Regions from separate parts of the Xenopus laevis genome. Here region 1 is linked to region 2. The links are chromatin contacts, called in public Hi-C maps. All regions are on one chromosome and are shown on one strand. Each heading gives the region's core, a stretch centred on a gene start, on an enhancer-like site or on the middle of the called end of the contact. The rest is flanking DNA. Distances are from core to core; before and after follow the strand shown.

Evidence for each region. Hi-C and Micro-C count contacts between places; a contact is called where the count stands out from the background.
Region 1: a Hi-C map of the XL177 cell line shows a contact between it and region 2, with 2.8 times the contacts expected there. The contact joins the promoter of ugt1a6.S here to the enhancer-like site in region 2. A contact is called at or near these places in 2 of 4 Hi-C or Micro-C datasets (the XL177 cell line and animal cap).

The regions. Positions count from the first base shown.
Region 1 is chr9_10S:73,655,788-73,660,931 of Xenopus_laevis_v10.1, forward strand. It overlaps ugt1a6.S (UDP-glucuronosyltransferase 1-6), which reads right to left and starts at 3,227. Exons shown (of 5, transcript XM_018238945.1): 1 at 2,254-3,227. The coding sequence starts at 3,117.
Region 2 is chr9_10S:73,497,804-73,502,901 of Xenopus_laevis_v10.1, forward strand. No RefSeq gene overlaps it. Among protein-coding and RNA genes, the nearest start is that of arl4c.S, 37 kb to the right of the region's middle. Within about 2 kb of position 2,743, at least 1 of the 7 cell types and tissues checked has an H3K27ac peak or open chromatin away from gene starts, as enhancers often do.

The DNA of each region.
Region 1 (5,144 bases), core at 1,977-4,476, 160 kb after region 2:
ACTTCCGTTTTTTGCGCATGCACAAACGCGCACACGCATACGTCGGCCAGAGCAGGGACTGGACTAGGGGATAGCAGAGGCAGAGAAGGTGCATGCCTGGCGCCCCTCCAGCTTTGCGCCCTAGGCACGTGCCTACTCTGCCTACCCCTAGTTCCGGCCCTGAGAGGGGGTCAGTGTTGCAATGTGCTGTGGGATGCCCGTGTGACAATTTAACTACATGATTTATACTTTAACCTCTGAAGCAGGACTGGCGGATCTCATATCCACACAGGAGCCTTGAGGATTTACACCTGATCCGAAATGTGTACAGACAATAGACAATTGTACAGCAATAGACTCATAATCATGATTACACCAATTGACTGTAAACATTAATGGTTTCGGACACATACAAAAATGGTTTAAAACAATTTTTTTCATTTTTTCTTTTTTCATTTTTTCTATTTTTTCACTAACTTAGGGGTTTGATTTTGTATAGATTCTTATTTGTTCGTATTATAATAATTGAGATTATGGGGTTAATATTTTTATCTGTATTTAGGGATGCAGATTTTGTGTATCATTCGATTTGTCTACACAATTCTCATATTGTGTATATATAGATGGCGTTAAAGATATTTTAGGGATATAGCTTCACATTTAAATGGAATGATTGATTAATGACATATGGGTTAATTATGGAATTGGTAAATGGTCTATCACTTAATAGCACACAAGGCAGAGGAGTGATTACAACATGAGTGCGTTTTCAGTTTCACACTTAAATGGAATGATTAATCACATATGGGCTTATCATGGAACAGTTATAATGGTTTATTACCTAAAAGTACACAAGACAGAGGAGCTATTGTAATATGAGTGCATTTCTCAGAGGCAGACCCCTAGTGGTACGATAGTACAATTACGGTCATTTAATAGCATAAATGCAACTATGTATAAATCATTTTACAAGACTGTAGGAGACCAACAGTGCAGTAGGGTAAGGGCATTTAACAATAAATAATAAAAAACAAAGATATGCAGTATTTATATGGACTGGGCATTTATAAGTGAAGTTTCGTTGGGCAACAAGAAGTAGTTCTGGTGAGCAGAGAACTCTAAGAATGGGAGAGGAATACCCATGGGCCATGTATTAGATCTTTTTTCTCATTATAACATATTGTAACATAGGTCACTGAGTTTATCTGTAAAGAATGATCTTTCACGAGAATGATTACGAGAAGTTACTAATTACTAGAGATAAGAATGTTACATATGGTTGATTTTAGTCTTACTTGTTATTATGATACAATGTATGTAGATATGGGTAAGTTTTAATTCCTTATGGATTATAGTTTGCAACATCAGTGTGATGGGTTAATGATAGTTGCTGAACATATGACGATACATATACGCAATCAGTGCTGTGTGTTTCCCGCCAATTAAACATTAAACATAAACATAAACAATGTTCACTGTCTATTTAGCTACTTTGAGAAAGGCTCTGGAAGAGCCGAAACCTTAGTCCATAGCTCTCTAATAAATTATTTTTATTTTTCCAAAACCTGTGAGTGCTGATCTCCCTTTTTTGTTTTGAATAGTTCATTTACTGATCGCGCACAAAAGCACGTTTATTTTGTTTTATCGTGAGTGCTGGCATCCCTTGAAATACTGTTTTTGTCTGCCAGTACTGCTCAGGCCCAGACCTGCAAGTTGTAAGTTGCCATAGACAGTCACTATTTATTGCGCTGGTGGGGGGCAGTTTGGGCCTCTGTGTATCAGAAATGCCAGGGCCTATTTTGAATCTCAGTCCAGACCTGGTCCTGCTTCTACACTGTCTCAATAAATTTCCAGAAATCTTTTTTCTTTCCAGAGTTAGTGCCCCCACTAACTGGCTTGAGGTAAGAAGTAGCGTAGTGCTGCAACTCCACTAATAAATGCACAGTAGATTAAAAGCTAACAATTTTACTTTACTGCACATGTGCTATATGTTAGTTTATTTCCCTACCCTGTGAATTTTGCCGTAACAGGAAAACAGGCCAAGGGAAAAAAACATAATGCCTGTTGTATGGATATAATAAATCATGGCAGGAAATTATAGAGAGTAAAAAGAGAAATTTAGTTCTCACTGATCAAGGCAAGAACAGTTCGTATAACTGAAATAGTTTAACTTCTGAAAAAGCATGAAACTTCTAAACAAATCAAAATCGACTTTTTCTGGAAGGAGCAAGATGCATTTCTAACATAGTGCAGTAAATAGAACAAAACACATACCTGGGGTAAGGGCTTTCTATTCACACAGTTGATTCCTCCAATAAAAATCACATTTGGCATTACAGGTCTGGGAAATTCAAAAACAAAGTCATACCTCATCAGCCAGATAGAAGTACGGCTGAAAAGACTCAAAGCATTAACTTCTTTTTTCAAAAAATCTGAAGCCAGCTGTGCATACGGGTAATAAAAAATATGGCAAACGATATGCTCCAGGGAATGGATAAGAAAGTTATTCACCCTCTGTCCGAAGGACATGTTGTCTGTATACACAGTGAACATCCTGGGTACATAGGAGGGAGGACTAGGAGTCAGAGAAGCTATTTGGTCCATCCCAAATATAGTCCCCCTCATAAAGGACACAGAAGGGATGGAAAGGTGTTCAGCGACTATCGCACCACATGGAAAGACAGAGTCAGTTAGCATTGCATCAAAACCTTCTTTCTCCAGTTCCCTAATGAGGGTTGAGTTCTGCAAGAAGTCCTTACATGTAGTTAAAATCAGCTGTGTACCATTTAATGCACTTTCATACAAGAACTTAATCTTCTGTGTAAGAATCCTGTCTACAAATAATTCTTGGCTCATACGCCTCATATGATTTTCCAAAACATCTTTGCTGTAGGACGAAGAGTATGTTTTCACAGTGTAATTATCTATATCCTTGAAAAGAAAATTTGCTTCTGGGATGGCCAAAACAATATGGTGACCCTTTTGTGCCAACCTGTCCACTAACAAGCGCATGCTGAGCCAGTGGCTACCATCCTGCGGGACCACCAGCAGCCTGCCGCCATCAGCGCAACCCAACACCAACAAGAGGAAGAATCTTCTGAAAAAACAGCAGGAGGAAGATGAATCTGTGACAACCATGTCGAAGCTTTACAATCCAGACTGTATATCTCTTAGAATGATCTCAGACAATGCCCACGTGCTGGAAAACCACTGATAAGTGAGTCCAAAGGTCTTGCTGCTTTTTGTTTGTTCATTTCCAAATGAACTTTGATTTTCAGATAAACTCCTCAGGGTGTCAAGGCAATTCTTCAATAACTGAGACTGACAGATTTCAAAAGTACTTTATCCTTGTTCTTTTTCATAGGCAATTGTGCAATTGTGACCACAGGTCAGGCCAACAGGTGTAACTCAGGAACATACACTCATTGTCACGCATTTAATCCAGCAATGCTGTGTTATTTGATGTATATTGAGATATTTTTTACTCTGCCTTTGCTTAGATCTTTTATCACAACCACTTTGTTCACAAAGGGATGTTAAGTTTTCCTTCAAAGTGTGCTGATTCTAATAGAACAAAAATTCTGATAGAAAGGGAATATAACTGAAGTATAATAATAACTTTCCCTTACTAGCCCCTACTCCACTGCCAGCTGCAGCATATGCAGGGCAGAATTGGCAGTCACTATGACTGAGGCCTCAATCTCCGGTGATTTGCACCCATGGGAAAAGGAATATTTGTCTTCAAAAGAGAGAGTTACAGGTAAAATTGAGCTCTTTTGCATGCAGTTGAGGAGGTGGGTAGTGCTAGTCAGTAGAGGAGGGGGAAATCATTAGACTTTATTTTTCATTCTCATTTAAAAGAAGACACTTATATATGCACCATTTCTTTACTGGTTACTGGTACTCTTCACTGCATGAAGCAGCAAACATTTGATTCTTTTGAAAGCAGCAGGGTAGAAAACAATGCTGTGTACTGAGCGGAGCATGACCCAGATGAAATTGAGCACATAAGACTTTAACACTTATAGGAGTCCTGTGTGGTCTGTTTGAATTGGCTCCCACTCTGCTCGGGACACAGCATGGCAACCAGCCCTGTTGCTTTCACGAGGATCTAAACATCTGCTATGACATGCAGCTGAAAACACCATCGCTAACATCATGTACACATCAGAAAAAATGTGATTTATAATATATTTATGTAGGGACCCATAGGGTTTATATACTCCCTAAGGCTTCCTTATTTGCATATTTGTTGAGTGGAAGCCCTTGTAGCTAGTTTCTTTATTTTATATATTTGTATTTGTCCTAGAAGGACCCAACCTCTAGCAAAGTCGGGGATCAGGCACCCTGACAACAAGACTTTAGCCAGATACAGGTTATAAATTGTAATAGCACTTTCTAGGAAAATGAGACAGAAAGAATTAGTTATAACACCATGTGCTCCAACTAGGAGAGAAAGCAGGCAGACGTTTTTAAATGTATATAAACAATCCAAACTTTTTTCTGCCTTTATATATAGAAAAATGGTATTTTATCCGATGTGAGATGCACAATGTTGGCTCTCCTGCAATCATGAGCTTCCGTATTATAGACACATAATAGAAACAAAGGCACACTCCACTCAATGCTTCTGCAAAAAACTCCAATGACTCTTTTCTTTAAGGTGAGATCCCAGCAAAAGTTTCAGGGGCAAGCCCCTTCATCAAGTGCTTTCAATCTTAGGCTCTGTTTGCCTAAGTGAATGGATCACAGTTCTGACAATAGAATTAGGCTATATTCTATCCCTGTTCCACTGTAGGGAATCCGGACCACATTAGGCATTTAATCCTAGAAGGTAACCCTTTCAACTCCCCAAGCTGTTTCCATATGGTGCCATATTGTGCTGTAATGATATTGATCATTATTTGCAGCACTACCTCATTGGATATGTGCATATATAACTGGTGCTCTATCCTGCCCGAGCAGGACAAGGCAGAACCTAGCCAAATTATGGTTACTTTTATATAATGTACACTGTAAAATTGCTTGTTTTAAACTGTTCTTTTCTGTTTAAAGACAGAATTTACATTTCCTTTAATCAAATTAAGAACTTTCCAGCCTGCCCTTATGTAAGCAATATCAAGTTTGAATCTTGCAATATCATAACTAAGAAAGGGAGGGGAATG
Region 2 (5,098 bases), core at 1,493-3,992:
TTCCGATGAGAGGATCCCTTTAATGAAAATGGGGAAAAAGTTTTTAGGGTTCTGTGAGGATAAATATATTTGAGTATACATTATATGTGGCCTTTATTTCACCTGTGAGGGTCTTGCTGGGAACTTTAAGTTCTCACTCCTTGGGCTTCCCCCTCCCCATGGAATGGCTCTTATCAGCCAGGGCATGGAGGAGGGCATTACAGCTCTGACCCCTCTGACCATAGTGAAAAGAGGCCTATTATGTGTCTGATTTAGATGCTGGTAGACATATTTCTCATGATACCTTGGCCTATTTTATTAACTATTACAGGCCTGTATCATGACAAACATGTTTCCATCTTTATTGTTACATTGTTTCTAATCAAGAACAAAGTATCCTTGTATGTGCATCTATATACACATGAAAGACTTGGCACTGGAGCACAACACTGACACCCGATGGTGGAAAATGGGAATGACACTTTGCACTGACAATGTATGAACTTTATTTGTGTAAAAAGGACTGATGATGTAATGAGGGTGCCAAAATTCACAAGAGGGGGAGGGTATTTAAACTATTGTTCACTCAGAGCACATCATCCTTGATAAAGGTCCCCAGGTGGGACCGAAACGTTGGACAATGCTGTGTTACAAATAAAAACACTTTAATTCACCTTTACTCGAGTGTGCTGATCCCTGCATCGATTGTATCATTCCAATTGATCGTGCACCTCGCCTGCGACAAAGACAGAGTGCGGACACCCAAGCATCTTTATATATATATGTTTGTGTGTATGTATACACCTTTATATATACAGAAAATTAAAAAAGGCAGGTGTAGGCATACATTTTAAACCACTTCCAAGTAAGGGATCAAAACAGGTTTTCTGGATAAAAAGGCTCATTGTTCCTATTAAGCAGAATTGTAAAATACCTTCAGAAGCAGACAAGCCCTAAGATCTGTGAAGTCTTTTTCATTCATAAAACAACATAAAACCAATTCTGAAGTTTATTCCAGTCTTGAAATTGAAATTTGTTTTATTGGTTTTAATTCCTAGGATTTACATCTTTGTTTCTGTTCCCCTATAATGTGGTGGTAAATATTCAAAGTACCGGCAAACTGACGATTTTCATGATTTTTACGATATTGGGGTGAAACACAGAAAATGAGGTCCAACCGAAGGAGTGACCCCACCTGGGTGCTGCAACACGTTTCGCATCTATAAGGCTTTATCAAGCAGTTGCAGCAGGAGTTGCATCTCCCACCATGAGAGAGATTCAGCAGCCCTGCTTGCGGTCCAGAATCTGCAATGTGTCGATCATAGGAAATCCAAGCAGGCTGTCACCTAGCACAAGCAGTAGTAGCGTCTGTATTAACCCACTGTGCAGTCACAGGAGAGAACCTCCTTTCTCCCCCTTCTAAACGTACCTTTGCAGTACTCTGGCAAGGTCCTACAGCTGCTGTGACAAAACTTAAAATACATTATCATATATCCACTGTTTTTGATCCAGGGGAAGAAAAAAACCCAGCCTGAAGCCAGTGCCAATTATGCTTTAAGAGGGAAAAAATTCTTTCCTGACCCCAATGGCGATAGGAAACATTCCCTGGATCAAGTATCCGGAATTAACATCAATTAATACAATGCTGACTCTCACATTTATACTGTAAAGGTACAGAAACCACAATGTAACAGTGAATTCAGGTAAACATCCACATTCAGTTATTAATAAATAATATGAGAATTCCTGACATTCCTGTGTTTGACAATTTTAATGATGAAGTGTAATTTTCAGATATGGGACTTTCAGTTCTGTTCTTCTCTCACAATCTCATGTCTTTTGTATCAGAATAAAAATAAAAAACTTATACATGTTGGTGCCATTTTCTGTTGCATTTACTCTAAGCAGTCTTTGCAGAATCACAGGGGAGTCTCTGGGTTGTTGCTAGGCAGCAGGGCTGGAACTAGGGGTAGGCAGAAGAGGCAGTTGCCTAGGGGGCAATAAAAGGGGGGAGCTGGGCAGCTACCTCTAAAACTGTGTTCTGCCTACCCCCTAGTCCGCACCTCTTTCACACTTTTTCCCTCTTGACACCTACCCCTCTTTTGTCGCTCTCCCTCTCTTCCCCTCCATTGCTGTCCCCTCCCTCCGTCACTCATCCCTCCCCGCCTGTCTCTTCACTTGTGCATGCGTTTGCGTGCGCCGGGGCAGGGCTTGCCAGCCAGGTTGCCTAGGGAGCCCAGCTGGCCTGGCCCAGCCCTGCCAGGCAGCGAGTGTAGGAAGTACAACTAAGCTGTGGTTTACCTTGCATCATTTTCCATCAATTGGATCACCATACCTTAAGTAAATAATTATTTATTCAAATTAGTTAATAGAAAATAATAATAATAAAAAAATGACAGGCATGGTATCCCTTATCCTGGAGCCAAATATTCAGAAAGCTCTGAAATATGGGAAGGCCATCTCAGTCCATTTTAGGCAAATAATTCTCAGTCTGCTAAAAATCTTTTAAATATCAAATAAACCTGTTTTATGGATTTTCCACTCCACCCTGCAAATAGTCAATGAGCCGTTATGTTTCCTAATTGTGATGGTTCAGTAGCATAACTTCAGGGAAAGAGCATTTTTAGAGGGTGCTTTCTATGGATGTTTTACCACATTCTATCACAAGATGGCAGACTAGTACAAGGTATTTCCATCCTGTGAGACCTGCATGTGAACCTCTTGCATGTGAATAATTTATGGCTGCAGATGAGATGTGTGCAAGGACTGGGAGGAAGGTTACAGAAAGCTCAGCAGCCTGCAGGGTTTACATAAATCAATAGCCAAATGCTGCTGTGTGCCACTTGCACAAGTGACAGTGGGATAACCCATTGCTTCCAGCACAGTGGCAAAGCCAAATACTTTGTACTAATTCTAACCTTCAGTAATATTATATATTTATTTTATAATGTATCCATACAAGTTAAATGTACTGAGTGTGCAGCAGGGATATCTTTTTGTTAGGTTATATGGCATGCAGTATTTCCTGATCTAAATGCCTTTTATTCTTATTACATCTGTATTATGATTTGTTGCTGCCACTGGATGAATATGTGGGTGTCCTGGATGGTTTATCTGTTGGAAGGGGGGTTGTTATTCTTTTATTTATTTACAAAAAAAGGTTGTAGTTTCATAAATACTTATGGTGATGAGTATGATGAATTCTAGTGTCAGGGCAAGGGGGTGCATTTGTGGGGTAGTGCTTATAGTAAGGCAAGGTAGAGTCCGGGGATAGGGTTGCAATTGTGTGAATACATTAAGGGGAGTTGGCATCAGAGGAAGGAACTGCAGCTGTGTAATAGTGTAAAGCTTTGGTTGAACAAAAACTCTCAACATTTATTGGCACATAAATGCTGATGGAGCATGTGAGATTTATAATTTATTAGCAGCTTCAGGTAGGACAATCTTCTTTACAAAACCCATGAGGCCCAAAAATGGCTATTTTGCTCAAGGCCCCACTAGCCCTAAGGGCAGCTCCAGTCACAGCTGGACAGGCAGAAGATGACTGTCCTAGCACTATAATCCCCTTTAACATGGTGCATGCAGAGAGTTAACAAGGAAAGTCAATTGGGAGACTATTGTGCTCTTTCCCTATTTACAGGTGCAAAATGAATTAGCCCAAGATTTGCTCTTTATTCTATTGCCTGGTGACTATTACATGTGCGACTTTACTTGGAGGCTTAATAATGCTTCTGACAGCTTGCTAGCATATAAATAAACACTTTGTAGCAATCCCAAGCCTTTCAATAAAAATGCACATACCTCCACCAGAATAAGGATTTATGGTCCTTCACCTGTTGTTTTTCAACAGAGCAGGAAGCAATCTTCCTTGCACAATATCCAGCTGCGAATGAATTACAGAGACCTCAGAAATATGTGTCCCTCTGAGCATTATTATCTTTATAATGAACAGAAGACCAGTAGGCTCAATCATGCTATACTGTATATGCTGTCAATAGGAGTAATCAATGAAGACGTTTCACTACACATCCGAGCAGCTTCTTCAGTTCAACTGACTGGTGTGGGAAATTCTCGGCATAAACTCTTCCACTATTCCATTTACAATGGCACATTGTGACTCTTCAATGTGACATTGTAAATGGATTGGTGGAAGAGTTTATATGCCGAAAACTTCCCACACGAGTCAGTTGAACTGAAGAAGCTGCTTGGATGTGTAGTGAAACGTCTTCATTGATTACTCAGCAAGACCAGTTGTTTTTAGATTGACCTATACTAGATATACCATGACCTGGATGAATGAAAATCTTCATAGTCATACTGTCAATAGGAGGTTAAGGTTTTGGGTTTTAAAATGCCTGGCCAGCTGAACTGAAATGTAGAAATTTGAAGAGAATCACACAAACATCAAATATGTTGCAGGTGGGGAGCTTCCCCTTTTCTTTATTGTGACAGCCTGTGCATGAACGTTTCGGGGGGGATTAACCCTCCCTTCGTCTCTCCTGAATATGTGCTCCGTGCTCCGCAGCAAGCGACTGGTTGGCACGCCGCCCTTAATAATTTGCTGCCCTAGGCCCGGGCCTTTGTGGCATCGCCACAAATCTGGGCCTGCTGACGAACTATATATATATATATATATATATATATATATATATATATATATATATATATATATATACACAGAAAAGCATAACCCCTCCTATAAAGAATTTCATTAATTACTGCTAAATAGCAGGACCAGATTTAGTGTTAAAGGGATAAAACTAAAGGTCTAAACTTATAGGCTGTTGGTTGTTGTTTAATATAAACTCCCTGTTCCCCCACTTCTAGCACAGATATAGAGTACCAAAGGTTGCCAAGATTGCCAGTCAATACATGCACCCACTAACATTTCAAGGGCCGATGGTGGAGCTTCATTTCTGTCACTTGAGTATATCACTGATTTCCCCACAATCTTCCTACCTACAATTACTGCACAGAGGATCCTCACAAATGTCTGGGACACATGGGCCGCACAGGGAATTGGTGTGTTTACTTCAGAAACACAACTATAGTTTATACAAACAAGCCACTGTGTAGCCATGGGGACAGCCATTCAAGCACAGGATACACAGTAGATAAC